Regions from separate parts of the Sus scrofa genome. Here region 2 is linked to region 1. The links are chromatin contacts, called in public HiChIP or PLAC-seq maps. All regions are on one chromosome and are shown on one strand. Each heading gives the region's core, a stretch centred on a gene start, on an enhancer-like site or on the middle of the called end of the contact. The rest is flanking DNA. Distances are from core to core; before and after follow the strand shown.

Region 1 (4,897 bases), core at 1,420-3,919:
CAGCTACTCTGCAAAAAAATTTTGGCAAGTGAGAGACTTGAGCCAGACTGATTGTTCCCTGATGACATTCAACATGTGTGACTCTCCCCAGAAAGTAACTAAATCAATGAGAACAAGAAACACCCTCCCACACACTGGAGACCCAAGGGCTACTTCTAAAGCTGCTAACAGAGCATCCTCTGTGCTTCAGTTTGTGAAAGACAATAAATGGATTCAAGTGATTATGTACCAAAGAGTAGGGTATATTTCTTGCTAATGCCATGAGAAAGATGAGGTCCTTCCACCCACTGAATAGGAGTCATCTGCTTTGGCTTCAAATGGAGTCATTACAGGAATGCTGTTTAATTGGACAATAGCATGTTCTCTGGGGATGGGGGGGGGGGTTTAAAGCTAGACTGCAGTCGGATTTAATTGATATCTTAGTTTGGAAACCCCCTATAGCCAAATTTGTATCTTAGTTTGGGTTTCCCCAGAGGCAGAGCCTGAGACAAAGATTCAAGGACAAGTATTTTATTCAGTAGGGAAGGAGAAAGAAGGGAAGAGAGAACAACCGAAATTAAGCAAGTTATCAAGACAGTTACTGCCATGGGTAACTGGAGCTTCGCCTCACCAGTGTAGAACATGTGTTTCAGAGTTATCCTACCCGAGGGACCAGGGAGCTGGGGTATTTATATATCACCTCTTTCCAGGCACAGGTTGATGGCTGCATCTGGGTGGAAGGGAGAGAGTCCTAGTTCTCCAATACTTCCAGTCTGCGAGGGAGGTCCAACAGCCAGGAAAAAAAACAAACTCATACAAAAAGATGAAGACGCTAGCAGCTATTAGTTGGGCAAGTGAAGCTGGGAAAATGATAAAATCTGAGGCTCACAAACTCAGTAACAACTGCTACTCCCTAGGTGCAAGTAGTTTATTTGGGAGACAACCCCAAGAAGAAGAACAAAGGAGTGGGAAAATGAGGTAGGGAAGGGAGGACCAGAATAAAGGGTATGTCAGTGAGTTGGTTCCCTTTATGTGCAACTGGGGCCCAATCTCAGTGGGAACCTCTGGGACATTTATCCACAGCACCCATCTCCCAGTGGTTGAAGGTACTGCCTAGGGCTATCAATTCCCAGGCATTTCCCTTGTGACCTGCTGTGTACACACTGAGCACATGGGCCCTGGGCAGTGATGCAGATGCTGGAGGTTGGAAGCCATAACCATGTACAAAACTGTCCACCAAGCTTCAGGCAGTCCTCCAGGATGGGCTGAAAGAGACGATCATAGGCACCAATGCTGGTCAGGAAACTCAAGAAAGAGGGAACAGAGAAGAAGGTGCAAAGCCAACGTTTACAAAGTGCAGGGCACTGACATGCATTAGTACATTTAATCTTGTTTTTATAATTCCCATTTTACAGATGAGAAAACTGGGTTCAGAGAGGAATGTGACTTGCTCTTGGTAATGTGGCAGTTAACTGGCAGTGCTGAAATTCCAGCTCAGATTTAGTCTGCAAAAACAATGTCTACCAGCCCCCCACCCCCACCCCACACATCTACTTTTTCCTAAATGATGTTTAGGAGGTTATCAAGACTGAGGTTGAGAAAAGCCTTATGGTGTCCTTAAATTTTTTTTTGGTGTCCCTAAATTTTAAAGATACTTTACGAATTTCATTTGCACTTTTCATTTATTCAGTACATTTATTAAGTAGCCAATATATGGTGAGACAAGACAGACAAAATCCTTTCCCCTTAGAGTTTATGTTACAGCAGGAAAAGAGACACTAAACCACTAAACAACACATGTGGGAGGCATGGAAGTACAGATCTTTAGAGTGGGAGTGAGAGGGAGAAGAGAAGGCCACCAATGAAAGGAAATTATTTGATCACAGCTGAGATGCAGATTCTCAGTCTCAGCCTGATGGATATTTTGGGCTGGATTTTTCCATTGTTGGGGACAGTCTTGTGCAAGTAGGATGTTTCATACTGAAGAACTGGACCCTAAATATAGACATTACTATAGATGAAGTCTTCATAAAAAAGAGTTTAAAAAATTATTTCAGAAGACTCTACAATAGGACTATCAGTTGGACATTCAAGGGGAAATCAAGTTTGGTCAGAACTTAAACAGTTTAAGTTTAAGAGGGCGTGAGAATCCAGGACGGGTGGGACCACACTCGCATGTAAGCAAGTGGGAGAACTTTATGGAAATGCAGGTGTTTGGTGTTGGGGGTGAGGAATGACAGTTTTCTACACATAAGCAAAAGATGGTCCAAACAGGTCAATGCCAAAGCTGTCTGGAGACAATGCTGGACTTCACACCAGTCTGTGTGAGCTTAGTTCATGGATCAATCAACCTTCCCCTCAGAGGGGGAAATTCCACTAAATAGAAAAGAATCTTATTTGCTCATACTCTTGGCTATCTTCAGATTATAGATGCCTTTAGGGCCCATTTAAGAGGTCTTATAGCGCTTCTTTAACTGTTACTCAAACCAGGCTCAAAAGCAGGAGATTGACATAACAGTCAAGATACAAGCGTCCTTCAAAATTATATCTGGTCCACCCAAACCCCAAAGTGAATTGGGATTTCAACTTTTTAAATGAGACTCTTTAGTGCCAACAGCAATAAAGACCAATGAGTCAAAAGCTCATGCAATTTCAAAACTGTGGTTTTCTTCTGATGGCTGCTGGGGACTTCCACAGAAGTCACGATGTTAATACAGGAACAAACAATGAAAAAAAAATGGCAACATGACAGAGGCATAGACCAATGTCTGTATGTTTACCTGAGTCCAAATAAATCCTATACTAGTGGTATTTATATGTGTAACCATAAATGGCAGGGCCAGCGTGGGTCCTTGACTCTGCCTTTTAGTAGCTCTGGGACCTGAGGAAGTCCCTTCGGCTTTCTGAGCACCAGCTTCCTCATTTCTAAAATGCAGGTGGTAGTAGAACCTGCCTCAGAGAGTTGTTGTGAAAATTAAATAAGATACTGTGTGTTAAATGCTAAATAAGGTGATATGTTAGTTTCCTATGGTTGCTGTTTCAAATTATCACAAACCTAGTGGCTGAAAGTAATGCGAAGTTATTGCCTTATAATTACAAAGTCAGAAGATGGGTCTTATGGAGCTAAAAAAAAAAAAAAAATAAGGGCGTTTGCAGATCTCCATTCCTTTCAGAGTCTCCAGGCAGGAATCTGTTTCCTTGCCTTTTCCAGCTTCTTGGCTCGTGGCACATCCTCCATCTTCAAAGAAAACAGCATGGCATCTTCTGATCACTCTCTTAGACCCTGATTCCTTATTTACATCGTTTTCTCTGACTTTGACCCACCTGCCTCCCTTTTATAAGGACCCTTTTTGCTCCATTGGGCCCACGGAGATAATCCAGGATAATCTCCCCATCTCAATATCATTAACCTACTCACGAAGTCCCTTCTGCCACATAAAGTAACACATTTATAGGTTCTGAGGTTTAGAGCATAGATTTCTTTGTAGGGACCATTATTCTATCTACTGTAAGTGGCTATTTATAGCATTATTCGTATGGGTTGCTGGTTACACATACTTGAAGGCAATGTACAGTAAGGATGACATATTGTAAAGGGGGAAAAACCCAAACCCTAACCCTAAAATCCTAAGAGTGATTGTGATTGATGTTAAATCGATGTAACTAAGATGTTTCTTTTCTCCATTTTTGATAACACATATATTACTTTTATTTTATTTTATTTATTGTCTTTTTAGGGCCTCACCCATGGCATATGGAAGTTCCCAGGCTAGAAGTCAAATCGGAGCTACAGCTGCCAGCCTACACCACAGCCACAGCAATGCAGGATCCGAGCTGTACCTGCCATCTACATCACAGTTCATGGAAATGCTGGATCCTTAACCCACTGAGGGAGGCCAGGGATCGAACCTGTGTCCTCTTGGACACTAGTTCACACCGCTGAGCCATGATGGGAACCCCTTATGTTACTTTTATAATAAAAATATTTTTATTAAAATGTTAGTAAATATGAAAATAGAAATCTCAATTTTATATGATAGTATTTTCATGTATTGTTCTAGCTATCGGGTGATGCATGACAAACCAGCCCCAAATTTAGTGGCTTAAAAACAGCAGTTTATTATTCTCATTGGCAGTTTTATGGGTTGACTGGACTCGGCTGAGTGAGTCTCATGCCGTTGCAAACAGATGGCTACTGGGCTTGACGTTATCTTGATTTGAACTGGACATTGCAGATGGCATCTCAGGGCTCTCCCACTGGAGTAGCCTGAACTTCCATGGTGGCTCAGGGCTACACAAAGCACGAAGCCTAGAACTGGCCCAGCAGCACTTTCACCCTGTTCTATTGGTCAAACAGACACAAAGTCAAGGCCAGTCCAGATTCAAGGGGGCAGAACAATAGAGCCCATATCTCAAGAGAAAGAATGAATAACAGGCATCTTTGAAGTCAAGCTAACAAGTATCTTGCTCTTTCTCCACCCACTCCTCCCCAATATCATCCCGGGATGTTGCATGCTTCCCCCTGCCCTATTTCATCCTGGGATGTCTCTCTCTTCTTCTTTGAGGGGAGTATCACTGCAAAAGCACATCACAGTTTTATGGGTTTTCAGTTAGGACATGAACCTTGCCCCCCCACCCCCCGCCAGCAGCATCAAGAGCTTAAGCTCCTCAAGAAGTTGAGGTGGACTTTCTTGTTTTCTTCTGCTTGTTTAACATCCCTTCCCACTTCCTGTGCCCGAATCTTCCTGTGGGGGAACTACTGGTCAACCACAATGCCTTAAACTCTTTTAGCCTGTGAGTGGCTAAGTCACCGGGGCCAAGCCAAACAAACCCTCTCTGAAATCTAAATTTCCAACAGAGTGACAAACTAATTCTGAAAAATGTTTGCAGTAGACATTGTGACTCCCCACCAACTATT
Region 2 (4,897 bases), core at 855-3,354, 82 kb after region 1:
TTGAGCCTCACATGGCACCCTACCAGTTACCAGTTGGTAACTTTTTTCTGTAAAATGACAGTCCTCAGAGGGGTCCAGATAGTCTTGTAAAGCCCTGAGATACCCAGAGCCGGGGCCTCACACATGCAGTTGTTTCCACGCTTTCGTGAGAAAACCTGAGGCATTGATGACCAGCTTGTTGTGGCTGGCAGTCAGCATCACTTTGACTTACGGGAAGGAGAGAAATCAGTCATAACCATGAAGACAGCAGCAGTGAGAGGAACACCGGAAACGAGAGCTCTTGTGGGCAAGACTTGGCATCTTAAAGGAGGTGACATTGAAGCAGGAGCAGCCTGGGGTCCACGTGGGGCCAGGTGTTTGCTGACTGGGCTTGTGGACTTGGGGAGAAAATCTGAGAATCAAGTTTGGTGGATGGGGAGGCACTTCGTGCTTACTTGAAATTAGTGATTTCTGAACAGGCGAATCTCTTAGAATCATCACGAGTATGTTTCTCTTTCAGTCTCAAGAAACTCGAGAGATCTTACATTTCCACTATACCACATGGCCTGACTTTGGAGTCCCCGAATCGCCAGCCTCATTCCTGAACTTTCTTTTCAAAGTCCGTGAGTCGGGGTCCCTCAGCCTGGAGCATGGCCCCATCGTGGTGCACTGCAGTGCCGGTATCGGCAGGTCGGGGACCTTCTGTCTGGCTGACACTTGCCTCTTGCTGGTAAGAAGGCCCTTGAAGACCCAGGGAAGAGAAGGGACCACACTTGAACCTCCACTCTGGCTTGGCCAGAGCCTCTCCGTTAGTGTTTCTGCAGTAAACTAGCTTTGACCTTCACTTTTTAACAGCTTCCCTCCTGTGAAAGGAGCCTTTCCCCAAATAGCTTCGTTTGAAAGGATGCTCTTAATTTTATTGTGGAAGCTGGGAAGATCCAAAGAATCCCCTTCCCTCTGATTTTTTTCCCCTTACATGGTCCCAGATTTACTGCTCTATTTTCTAGACTTCTGCCAACCTCACTGATTTTTCCTAAGGAGGAATTGGTATACTCCTTTCCTAAGGAGGAATTGGTATACTCTTCCCTTTTGAAAGTCACATGGTGCTTGAGACTTGGACCTCACTGGCCTGTGTCTCCTCTCTGGCTTTCAGATGGACAAAAGGAAAGACCCTTCTTCTGTTGATATCAAGAAAGTTCTATTAGAAATGAGGAAGTTTCGGATGGGACTGATCCAGACAGCAGACCAGCTCCGTTTCTCCTACCTGGCTGTGATCGAGGGTGCCAAATTCATCATGGGAGACTCTTCAGTACAGGTCAGCATTGCTTTTGCTTTAACCCAGGTGTGTTGGTTTTAAATTTTTGCCTCTAAATAAGGAGGCTATTCGTTGTAAAAAGTTCAAAAGTATCCTGTGTCAGAGGAAATAGTTACCCTTCATATTTAAATAGCTGGAGTTGTGGAAGTTTTCACCACGTTCCAGTTTCTGCCTTTGAAGAGCTCACATAGAGAGCATTAGTAGGCAGAATAGACTTTATTTGCAGAACACCTCATCTTCCAAGGACGTGGCTGGAGACCCAAGAAGCTGGGAGGGTCCCTCACGAGCCCTCACCTCTGCCCACTTAAAGGGGAGCATTCCTTGATAAATCAGCCAAATGTGAAATCTCATGAGACTTCTCCTTGCTGCTTTTTCAAGGAGCAATGGAAGGAACTCTCCCACGAGGACCTGGAGCCCCCACCAGAGCACGTCCCCCCGCCTCCTCGGCCTCCCAAACGAATCCTGGAGCCGCACAATGGGAAATGCAAGGAGTTCTTCCCAAACCACCAGTGGGTAAAGGATGAGACTGAGGAGGATAAAGAAGATGGCCCTATCAAGGAAGAAACCAGAACCCCCTTAAACGTCTCCTGCAGCCTAGAAAGGTAATGTGAGAGGGTCCTGGCATCCTGGGGGCTGGGGAAGTGGCCTTTTGTTCCAGAAATACATGTTGATATTGAAACCTGTGGATATAGGCTTCTTTTAGCAAGCACCACTTCTTTGTCCTTGGGGGATGGGGTCCTGGACCATCACTGCTTCCCAGGGTTGGGCCTGGTGACTGACTGACTTTAGTGTGGGCCTAGCACCACCTGCTGGTGCTTGTTGAAATCATGTCTGGTGTAGCTGAGTCAGACCTTCAGCACCAGTGCTGACAGAAGCCTCCCCCAGGCTTCAGGCCAGTCCTGAAACTGATATCCAGGCTTGAGCATGTCCTTTCAGCCCCCACTGGTTTTTGGGGAACTTAACCTTTTCGTTTAGCCTTGATTAACCTGATCACCATTTTGCTTCCTTGCAGTTCGACAAAGATTACCGAGCACCTACTGATGCGTGTCGAACACTGAGATAACTAGACCATGGCCCCTGGTCTGTGTTCTAGATGGTTTTGTCAGGAAGGGAGCAGTAGATTGTGGTGGGGCCTGTGGACAGTGTTGTAATGGAGGTGTGCGCTGAAGTGGTCAGCCTTTGAGAAGGGACACTCAGCCTTCTGTGGGTGGTCAAGGAAGGCTGCCTGCAGGAGGTGGCGTCATGCAGAAGCTTGAAGGATGAATGAAGCAGAGTTAGCCCAGGCCTGAGACTGGAGGCAGTGCCCTTGTCTGCTTTTTTGGAGGGTGGTTTACGATTGGTGCACGGTCTCGACCCCGCATTTATCTACATCTAGAAATTCAGCCTGCAGCAGTTCTCAGGCAGGTGTGCAGAGATGTATAGCTAGAGGCCTTATAGTGGTGTCATCATTTGTAATTGTGAAAGACTAGAGAAGAGCAGGTTATATATCCAGGGAGCAGATAAATTTGCCTTCCCCCTGTGTTGGCTGTTTTACAGCTGTTACCGTGTGGAGTCAAGATGTAGCGTTGTGGCCAGACGTCACAACAGGTGTGCATGATAAAAGAGGTTACCCGCGATGTGTGCCCCATTGGTTCTGTGGCTAAATTGATCATCAGAAATCTCACCTGGATACTTTGCCAAATGCTGGTTTCCAAGTCCCAGTCTTTCATGCAGCTGCTCCTCATCACAGGGCCGGCACAGGAGGTGCATGATGTCCGCGTGTCCGTAGCATCAAAGGCCTCTCTGCGTGTCAGTCTGCTGGGGTCCCGGGGAGGGAGTGGAAGGCTGGGGGCCATGCCATTGCCTTCCCTGATCTGAAGGGTACATTCTTTCAGCAGCCCCAGGGCAAAGTTGGCACCTGTTTGCACCAGTGGCTGTATTTTTCCTTAGGCCCTTAGCCACCCTCCATCTCTAGGCTGGAGTCCTGGGGCCTCCAGAACCCTACCCTGGCTGTAGGGCCCTGCGGTGGAGGTAGTAACAGCGGGCCTCCGGTCAGTGTCAACATTGCCAAGCTCCGTTTGCATGTGGCTCATCTTTTCCTAGAATACCTTCCATAATAATAGTGTCCCTGCCATTGTTTTCCCCAGAGTGAGTAACCCACCTTTGCCCCCCTCATTCCTCAGCGCGAGTCAAGACACTGAAGTCAGAAGGCGGGTCGTGGGGGCAGGTTCTGCCCAGGGAGAGCCATCACCACCCAAGGAGGAGCAGGACCAGGCGTTGACTCCCTGGAAGCCCTTCCTGGTCAACATGTGCATGGCCACAGTCCTCACCGCTGGCGCGTACCTCTGCTACCGGGTATGTTTTCACTGACGGACGTGCTGGCCAGACCGCGTGTACAGAAAGCCCTGGCCACCAGCCCGGCGTTAGCACTCAGAGCAGGAGGCTCTGAGCCAGTCTCAGAAGAAGCAGATCAAAGGTTTTCAAAGTCTGGAACTGTGAAGGGCTAACAGGAGAGAATTAAGGATTGATGCACTGGGGTTTTAAGGAGCCCTGTGGTCCCAAGAATATAAGAGTCTAATCTCAGGGCCTTAACCTATTCAGGAGTAAGTAGAGAAAATGCCAAATATGTCTCGCTCTCTTTTTTCTTTCTTTCTTTTCTTTTCTTTTTTTTTTTTTTTTTTTTTTTTTTTTTTTGGTTCATTTATTTTTGAAAAAAAATAATAGAATTACAACACATTGTTGTTTTTAACCTTTATAAAAAGCAGCTTTTTGTTATTTCTAGGGGAAAAGAAAAATGACTAGGCACTTATGAAACTCTTGTAACCTTAGGTGGTGTAACCAGATACACAATTTTTATTTGATTTCCCAGGGAAAGACTCCCACACTTTGACGAATGTAAACTCCTTTGGAAAAGAGGGTTTAAGGGTTTCGGACACTGTCTCGCTCAGGCACCTCCTCTGCTGCGCTCACACGGAGCTGGGACAGTGCCTGTGAGCTTTCCCATTTTAAGGAAAACAGCAAAAGGCCGTCTGGAGAAAACAAGTCCGCTTCTGCTTTTGCTCAGGGTGCCGCGCTGGTCTCGCAATGTCTGTTTCTCCACCCATCCATCCCTTCTCGTTATAGCCGTCCTGCACGTGGCCTGCCCCCATGGCTCCATCCGCCTGCACGGGGTTCCTCGGGGCCCCTGCCTCAGGGTCAGAGGTCACCACAGTGTGGCCACCAGCTTTTCACCCTGCCCCTGAGATCCAGAAAGAGCGGTTTCCACTTCGCTTGGAATATAAATGCGGTTTCAGTAGAAATCCACACATTAGAAGTGTGTCGCAGTTAAAGTTGAGGAGGAGAATAAGGATTAGCCTCAAAACTGGTCATGGATACCACCTCACAGACCTTTTTTTTATGATTTTCAATATTTTGCCTCTTTCTAAGCAGCCGTCTTTGAGTGCATCAGATGGTTTAGCAACACGCAAACAGATTTTTCCTTAGGGGTGATTTTTGGAAAGGGAGAGCTACTATTTAAAAAAAATCCAAACCCTCTTCGCTGGGGTGGGGCTGGGGGTGGTATGTGAGTCCACAGCTCTGCAGGAGTGGGTCCCAGCTCACCTGAAAACATTTGGTTTCAGTCCA

The links. HiChIP or PLAC-seq counts read pairs in DNA pulled down with a chosen protein or histone mark.
Region 2: a contact with region 1 is called in an H3K27ac HiChIP or PLAC-seq map of alveolar macrophages. The contact joins two enhancer-like sites. A contact is called at or near these places in 11 of 47 Hi-C or Micro-C datasets (embryonic fibroblasts, fetal heart ventricle, fetal liver and 6 more) and 1 of 2 datasets of contacts at active chromatin or transcription factors (alveolar macrophages).

The regions. Positions count from the first base shown.
Region 1 is chr17:51,997,597-52,002,493 of Sscrofa11.1, forward strand. No RefSeq gene overlaps it. Among named protein-coding and RNA genes, the nearest start is that of PTPN1, 17 kb to the right of the region's middle. Within about 2 kb of position 2,670, at least 1 of the 83 cell types and tissues checked has an H3K27ac peak or open chromatin away from gene starts, as enhancers often do. A contact at or near this core is called in alveolar macrophages, where this site is marked.
Region 2 is chr17:52,079,822-52,084,718 of Sscrofa11.1, forward strand. PTPN1 (protein tyrosine phosphatase, non-receptor type 1) reads left to right here. Exons shown (of 10, transcript NM_001113435.1): 6 at 500-709; 7 at 1,133-1,294; 8 at 1,673-1,896; 9 at 3,457-3,628. Among named protein-coding and RNA genes, the nearest start is that of PTPN1, 65 kb to the left of the region's middle. Within about 2 kb of position 2,105, at least 2 of the 83 cell types and tissues checked have an H3K27ac peak or open chromatin away from gene starts, as enhancers often do. A contact at or near this core is called in alveolar macrophages, where this site is marked.